Regions from separate parts of the Canis lupus genome. Here region 1 is linked to region 2. The links are chromatin contacts, called in public Hi-C maps. All regions are on one chromosome and are shown on one strand. Each heading gives the region's core, a stretch centred on a gene start, on an enhancer-like site or on the middle of the called end of the contact. The rest is flanking DNA. Distances are from core to core; before and after follow the strand shown.

Region 1 (3,943 bases), core at 448-2,947, 430 kb before region 2:
CGTATATTCAGAGGCCAAGCTCTGGGCTCCAGCCATCTTCTAAAGGCTTCCGAGTTTTCAGACTGGGTAAAACTTGCTTTTCTCTCACCCAAGGGGTCAACGGGGAGCTTCCGCCTCCATGGAGGAGAAGTTCTATTTGGCAGGATGTGTTTGGAAGGTCCAATAATCATACTGAGTAGAAACTGAAGACACTAGTTTAATGTCAAAACGTGTGACTGTTATAAACTATAATGCGCAATTTGCACAATCTTAAAACATGAAAATAAATATCTGAGAGATTTTTTAAAAATAGTTTATTTATTTATGAGAGACACAGAGAGAGAGAGAGAGAGAGAGGCAGAGACACAGGCAGAGGGAGAAGCAGGCTCCATGCAGGGAGCCCGACCTGGGACTCGACCCCGGGTCTCCAGGATCAGGCCTTGGGCTGAAGGCAGGCGCTAAGCCACTGAGCCACCCGGGCTGCCCTATCTGAGAGATTCTATGCTACCTGAGACTAATCGAATGTTATATGCCAATGATATTTTGATTAAAAAATTCATAAAAAAATAAATTTCACATTTGTGCTGGATTTCTGACTAGCCCTTCACAGATTACTGCTGTTTTGAATTACTTGTTAGAAAAATTTGAGCCAGGTGACTCCTACTTTTGCCTCGAAACCCACCTCCTGTCTCCCGCCCTCTGCACACCTTTTTTCCCCTCTACCTGTTAGAGGTTATCACCACCTTCTCCATATGGTGCAAAGTCTGTAACTCTACTCTTGTACTTATTCCACACCAGTATAACTTATTTGTTTATGCATCTAATTTGTCTATAAGACTGGATACCCTTTGAGGGCAGGAGTGACTTTTATTCACTTTTTTTCCATGTGCTTTGCATTGGGCCTGACATAGAGCAGACCTCAGTAAGAGTCAGTTGATTAAAAGCAATTATTTTTTTCTTTTCGGTTTTGTTTTTTCACTTCTTAAAGGACAGCTGAAGAATCCCAAATGCTCCAAGTTGCTGCTCCCTAAAATCCAAAAGGAGAATGTTAGTGTTTTTTTGTTTTTTTGTTTTTTCTGAGTCAGCTCAGAAAAGTCACTCTGAGTGTGACTCTGAGTGTGTCCAGCAAACAGAGGAGTTGCCCTGGCAGGGGGCTCAGGGAGGGGTTGCCACTAGGTCCCGGCCCCTGGGTGGGAGGGAGAGAGGAGGGCATGGAAGGAGGGGCGAACCAGCAGCTGGGCCAGCTGTAGGGCCTGCCGTCTGCTCCCTCCTCCCAGGCTCTTTGAACAGCTCTGTACTTAACAGCCACTTGGACAAGCCCTGGCATTGTTTGCCTCTGGTGTAGGGTCAGAGGCCTTATAGGAATGGCATGATTCTACTTCCTTAAATAGCGACTTGGGAATGAAATGAGTAACCATGTCTTTAATTAGCCATACCCTAGAGGCCCGGAGGGGGCTGGTAAACAGCGGGCGCCCAGCCAAGATCAGCACTGTGCTGCGGGTACTCCGTCCAGGCAGACTTAGTGGGATGTTTTATTTGCCTCACCCCCCCCAAAGCGATCCTGCCGGCCCATCCTCCATTCTGCCCTCATCTCAGCCTGATAGGCTGCTCGGGGTTGACAGAAGGGAAGAAGGAAGGAAACCAGCTAACTTTTGCTGAGCATCTCTCGGGCGCAGGCTCTGGGCCACACAACGGGAAGAGTAGAGTGGAAGGTCCTAGAAGCCCGGGATGGCACCCAGTGGAGGGTGGTCGGTGCAGTGCAGTCCCAGAGCAGGGTTAAGAAAGAGGGTCCCAGTGACCAAGAGGTGTTTCTGAGTAATGTTAAGTCCTTAACCCGTCGGTTGAAGCTCCGTGAGTGGAAGCCACAGGGGCAGTCCTGAGCTACCCTTAACGCAACCTCTTCCCTCTTGTGGCCTGAGCCTCCCCGGACACTCTTTCTTCAACACCTCCCCCCCCGCCCCCGCAGGGAACTACCCCGATCCAGGCAAGTTTTCCTTTTCTATCCTTGAGATAACATCCTCCTGGCCTACTGCACACGCCTCTTATCTCTTCAACACCTTCTTTGCCTCCGTCTCTTCATTTCTCTCTCCCAGCCTTTTGATTCTGTATCACAGAAAAGAGAAGAATAAATTCTGGCAAGGGAGACCTCTAGCCCGAGAGGAAGGAGAGGATGGTAGCAGCCAAGTGGGAAGAGCCTTCCTAGCTGGCGAGGAAGGGGGGGACAGGCTGGGAGTCCTCAGAGCTTGAGCGTCCCTCCACTGTCCCCCAATGCGTAAACAATACGGCAGCACACGGTTCTGAGCGAGAGCACAGCGGAAGTCACGGCCACGCTCCCTGAGGTGCTGAGGGATGGCCTCCCAAAGCCAGAAAGCCTGAGGTGAGTCTGGAGGAAGACTGGGAGCTCACCACCAGGCCAAGGAGGATGGGATTTCCATTCAGAGGGAGCAACAGGGGCGCCATCCCCTTGGACACAAGAAGAAAAGGTGGAGTCCCTCAATGGACTGTGTCTTCTCTACTCTCTTTTCTAGGTCTAGACCTCCAGGCTTTCTGGAAGTGCAAGTGATTGCACTTGAGGGGCAGGATCCCTTCCTTTTGGCTGTTGATACTGAAATCTTAGATCCAGCAGGGACCTTGATGAGGGTACGTTAATGAACCGGCAGGGCAGGGTGGACACAGGTCCCCGTCTTCCCCAAGGACGGAGAATGCAAACGCACACCTCCGTGGTTGGGAGGCAAATGAACTCCCCCGAGGAAGGAGAGAACACCCCGGGCAGGCCTGGGCTGGGCAGGGCAGGGCTGGCTTTGCCCAGACCAACTCTGGGACAGTTAGGAATGAGAGGGGGAGCCTGACTATAAACAAGCCTTTCTCTGCAAGTTCTTTCGGCTTCCTCTTTCCTCAGCCCCCCATTCCTGAGAAGCTTAGTCTTAAGTGGCATTCAGCCTGGGCTCAACCTGTCCCCGTTTCTTCACTTGCTCTACCTCTTACCTCTCGCATTCTTGTGCTTCTGGGGTATTAAATGTCACGTTGTGCTGGAATTGTGTTGTCAGCTGCCAGTTATGGGAATGGATTTGCTGGTGCTAACGGAGCACCCAGAGCTCTGCAGGGCAACCTCCGGGGACACGAAGTAGGGTCCCCAGACCAACGGCATCCCCTGGGAACTTGTTAGAAATGCAGATTCCGGGGCTCGAGCCCAGCCCTACAGAACCAGTGGGATGGTGCAGGAGAACACAGCCATTTGTGTCTGAACAAGCCCTTTGGGCATGTTCTAGGTTTGGGCTGGAGGGTTTGTGCTCCGTGGTTGCTTACTGACTCGCTGTTGACCTGCGATGACTAGGACTGAGTCCCTAGGTTTGTAAGGGTTCCAAGCCCGGAAAACACAGTTATCGAAGGGCCTCTTCTCAGAATGGAGACAAAAGCCCTCTTTGCCCTTTTCCACGAGCACTGTGCGCTTGACAACACGCCAGACCTGTTGCATCAGAGGCAGGATTCTGACTTCTCAGCAGGCGAATGAGCCTTTGCTCTCTGAGGGTGGGAGGAGGGCGGGCTTCCACCGGGCTGGAAGTGGGGCTCCCAGGGCGACTTCCACTGGAGGTGTTTCCGCTCCGGCCACAGTGGACACATCTGTCCCCTCAGTGCCTTCGCTAGGACCCGCCCCACCCCTTCCCTCCCATCTGCTCGGAAGCCACTATGCCCAATTCTCCAGCTCCCCTTGGAGCTGAGCAAGAAGAAATGTGCTGTAAGAAGTAGACACATTCAAATTCCCTTTAAGGGACTTTCTGAGGGCAAAGCCTGGAACAGATTTTCAGGGCGGGTTGCATAATCCTTTTTGGACATCTCTCGTAGGGGCCAAGAGATAGAGCGTTCAAGCCGGGGCCTGAACGACGTACCATCCTGGCCTTCTGTGACTCAGCTCTGTGATCTTGGGGGGAAAGTAACCTCTCAGTGCCTTCATTTGCTTGATCAT
Region 2 (3,973 bases), core at 422-2,921:
GGTCAATGTCTCCCCCAGTTTATTCCTTTCTTTCATCTTACGATGAGAAAAAAGTTTTTTTTTAGAAAAAACTTTTTATTTCAAAGTTTTATTCATTTATTTTAGAGAGAGAGAGAGAGAGAGAGCAGGGGGCAGGGGCGGGGTGGGGGGTTGCAGAAGGAGAAGGAGAATCTTAAGCAGGCTCCATGCCCAGTGCAGAGCCCAAAGTGCAACTCGATCCCACGACCCTGAGATTATGACCAGAGCTGAAATAAGAGTTGGACACCAACTCTTAACCAACTGAGCCACCCAGATGCCCCATGTAACAGTTTAGTTTAAACCTCAATCTAGATGTGGGGATTTCAGGCAACACAGGATAGTTAGTTAGTTAACACAGTTAGTTAGTTAAGGCCCTCAAAAGAGGTAAGGAAGTTCAAGAAGCTGTCCAAATGGAATTGCAAGCCAAAAGGGTCTTTAGATTTGTCAAGCTGTTTGATCACAACACGGGCTTTTCTGTTTGCACATTGGCCAGTGAGCTCCTTGTGGGCAAGACCAACATCTGGCTCTGGAGGTGAGTCCAGGACCCAGCTCAGTGCCCCATGAGAAGAGCTCTGCAAGCGCTTATGAGCTGAGCAAATCAAATTGGAATGTTTCAACCAATTAAATAAGGTCACAGCAGCTTGGCTCAAAGCAAGGCACTCGATCACGGTTTCTTCGGGTGATGTTGCTAAATGAGAGGCAGCAAGACACACTGGTTTTGGATCTAGAGATTGAGATTCAGAATCAGATAATCCTGAGCAAATCCCAGCTTTGCTTGCTTCTTTGAGTGGGCCCTAAGCCTCTCTGTAGAGGGCTTGTTTCAGGATTGTTATGAGTATGGCATGAAGTCATGCATGTGAACTTTACATTAGCAACTGCTAATACTTGCTCAACATTACCTCGGGCCAGAAACTATTCTAGGACTTTCTCACTTCATCCTCCGACAACCGGAGGAAGACGTTTTCTCTTCTTCTTCCTCCCCTTCTCCTTCCCCTCCTTCTTCTTTTACAACTTATACTTTATTTACTTCATTGGAAGCCTTCTTATGGTACATAAAATGTTTTAAATAGTTGACCTCAGTCTTGTTTACACTGACTTCAGTGAGTTCTATTTTGATTTTCTGCGCTCATGACTCTGCTCAATTATTACTGATGCCAGGTGGTCTATTTTCTCTCAGGATCAAGGTGAGTATTTTCATATAAAATCTTATTTTGGGGGCACCTGGGTGGCTCAGTGGTTGAGCGTCTGCCTTTGGCTCAGGGCGTGATTCTGGATCGGGTCCCACCTCAGGCTCCCTGCGTGGAGCCTGCTTCCTCCTCTGCCTGTGTCTCTGCCTGTGTGTGTGTGTGTGTGTGTGTGTGTGTGTGTCTCATGAGTAAATACATAAAATCTGTTTTAAAAACATCTTTTTAAAAAAAAAAAATCTTGTTTTTCATGCATCCTCTGGCAATTCTTTCCTGGATTCCTAGCTTTGCATACTTACACCTACACGGACCCGGCATCCTAACGTCATCAAGGTAAATTCCCCACCCCAATATCACATGGTCTAATGGCCTAATTCTATCTTCCCCTTCCTGGGCTCCAGCATGATGGCCTTGGGTTCCAATGGGCACCTCCAGGCCTGCTGTCAGCAGAAGTGCCTTAACCACCGCCCTTCTTACAGAGGAGGATGTTGAGGAGCAGAGAGGCTAAGCAATGTCCCTGAAGTCACGCAGCCAGTGAGTGGTGGTTCCAGGACTCACACGCAGCCGAGGTCCTAACGATCAAGGGTGTGCTTGGCGTGCCACATGTGGTTAATAAGGACTCAGGAAAACTAATGCTAGTCGTGTTGCTGTTGTTGTTGTGTGCGAGGAGCTGAGAGCCTGAGTCTTACAGCTGCTCCACAGCAGAGCAGGGCCGACAGGTGGCCTCAGCACTTAGACCTGGGTCCCTCCTCTGCGGCCTGTCCTGGGCACCCACACCCAGTGTCCTCACCACACCCTGGTGCTCTTGCACGCCAGGAGCTCTGGCCACACCCTGCCCGCTCCCGGAAGGTAAACAGGGCCATGGGAGAAGGGACGCATTGTTGGGCCTGCAGTCCCGGCCCCAGAGGCCATGCCCTCTGCCTTAAAATCACCACAAATCAATAACAGTAAAAGTCAGGATTGAGGCCCTCTTGCCCTTCACCTGACCTCAGGCCCAAGCCAGTAAGTCACCAGGATAAGTGCCCAGGGACCCAATTCCAGGAGGGAGAACCTCTCACATGGCATCTAGTCGATGACCTTGAGGAGGTGAGGAGGGGTCTTGTATTCTTGGGGGAAGACAGGAAGTTTGCCAAGGTCGCCCAGAGCCGGGGAGCACAAACACTGCCCTGGTAACAACAAAGTTGGCAATGGTGACAGAGCGCAAGCTTCCTTTGCTGAGCAGTGCTGGCCTGAGTTTGGTCACAACAGCTAAGACTTATAGAGTGCTTCCTACGTGCCACACACCGGGCTTCCTCTTAACACGCCCTCGTCCACTGCTCCACGACCCTGTGACATGCATTTCATTACCTTCAGCGCGCAGGGAGAAAGAAAGGGTAAATAAACTTCCTGGGGGCTGCCCAGCCCATGGGAGGGAGAACTAGAATCTGAAGCCTGGAGATGTCTAGCCCCTCCCTGGAGGCTGGCATCAGGTTTTTTCTCTCTGTTTTTCCTCTCCTTTAATTTGAATCGGGCTTCTTATACTAAAAGATACTGAGAAAAGGGATCACTTGGAGGGGCTGGGGTGAGGGTGCCCTGCAGGCTGCTAGGGGGATAGGGAGGATGGGAGAAACTGGTCCGCTCTAGGCAATCAACTCTGTTCCTGCTTAAAAGCTGCCCCACCCCCCAGTCTTCTTGGAGAGTACTATAAGGGTGGAGGCAGTGCCTGAGCCAGGGGTCCCGACCCCCCCACCCACACCACCGACCCCAGTAGAGCTATTCTCCTCCCACCGCTGTGAAAGGTGCAAATCGTGTCAAGACTGGTCTCCTCTCTATCATAAGGTTGAAGTTTGGCCTTTTCCGTTGCTCCTGTGTTCTAGTTCCTAGGAAGCATGGAACAAAAGTCACTAGAGGAAACACCTCAACAGAAGTTCCAAAGGGCAGTGCGATGCATACGGCACGGGCTCCACCACCTAACAAACCAGGTGGGAGGGCCTGTATGTATGTTCAAGGCCACCCCGAGGGCTGGGGCCCGTTTGAATCAAATGCTTTCTGAGTGTGGCGAGAAAAATCCCTGCCTCTGATGTCTGGTGGTTTATCTGGAGCCGGGGAGTGATGCTATAAGCTTGGGGCTTATGCAGGTCTGTTAGGCTTGTGGTTATTCTCAATGCCCATTGCAGGTCCTCCAAGAAATATAGTGGTATTATTGCACTGGTTCTTTCCACACATTGGGTCATTTCTTTCATTAGTTCACTATAAATACTTCGAGAATGATAGACAAAGTTTTAAGATCGGTGCTTCTCCTGATAAGGGTCTGGAGTTCTGGTTCTCAACAGCTGAGGCTTCTGTCCTTAAGAGGGTACCCAGAGGGACCCCTGGGTGGCTCAGCGGTTGAGTGACTGCCTTCAGCCCAGGATCTGGGATGGAGTCTCCCATCGGGTTCTCCGCAGGGAGCCTGCTTCTCCCTCTGCCTAAGTCTCTGCCTCTCTCTGTGTGTCTCTCATGAATAAAAACTTAAAAAAAAAAAAAAGGGCACCCAGAAAATGTGGACTATGGGCGCCCCCTGCTGGAGAGGGGGGAGACCCAGAGGTTTAGGGCCTTGAGTTCAGAGCCAGTGGTCTTAAGGAGGTATTTGGAGTAGCTCCTGCTCCCCTCAGATACTTGGCTATTCTCTTTCTTGTCCTTCCAGGACCAGAGTGCATACCAATAGTGAAACGGCAACATGGCTTAGGGGTGAGGAGGATGCACCCTAGAGCTCAACTGCCTGGGTTCAATCCTATCTCTGCCACGGCTGT

What was found. Hi-C and Micro-C count contacts between places; a contact is called where the count stands out from the background.
Region 1: a contact with region 2 is called in a Hi-C map of skin fibroblasts, with 2.3 times the contacts expected there. The contact joins two enhancer-like sites. A contact is called at or near these places in 7 of 9 Hi-C or Micro-C datasets (amygdala, blood, liver and 1 more).

What each region holds. Positions count from the first base shown.
Region 1 is chr3:74,602,100-74,606,042 of UU_Cfam_GSD_1.0, reverse strand. No RefSeq gene overlaps it. Among named protein-coding and RNA genes, the nearest start is that of TBC1D1, 290 kb to the left of the region's middle. Within about 2 kb of position 1,697, at least 9 of the 20 cell types and tissues checked have an H3K27ac peak or open chromatin away from gene starts, as enhancers often do.
Region 2 is chr3:74,175,424-74,179,396 of UU_Cfam_GSD_1.0, reverse strand. All of the region lies in intron 2 of LOC119876151 (a long non-coding RNA gene), which reads right to left. Among named protein-coding and RNA genes, the nearest start is that of TLR10, 36 kb to the right of the region's middle. Within about 2 kb of position 1,671, at least 5 of the 20 cell types and tissues checked have an H3K27ac peak or open chromatin away from gene starts, as enhancers often do.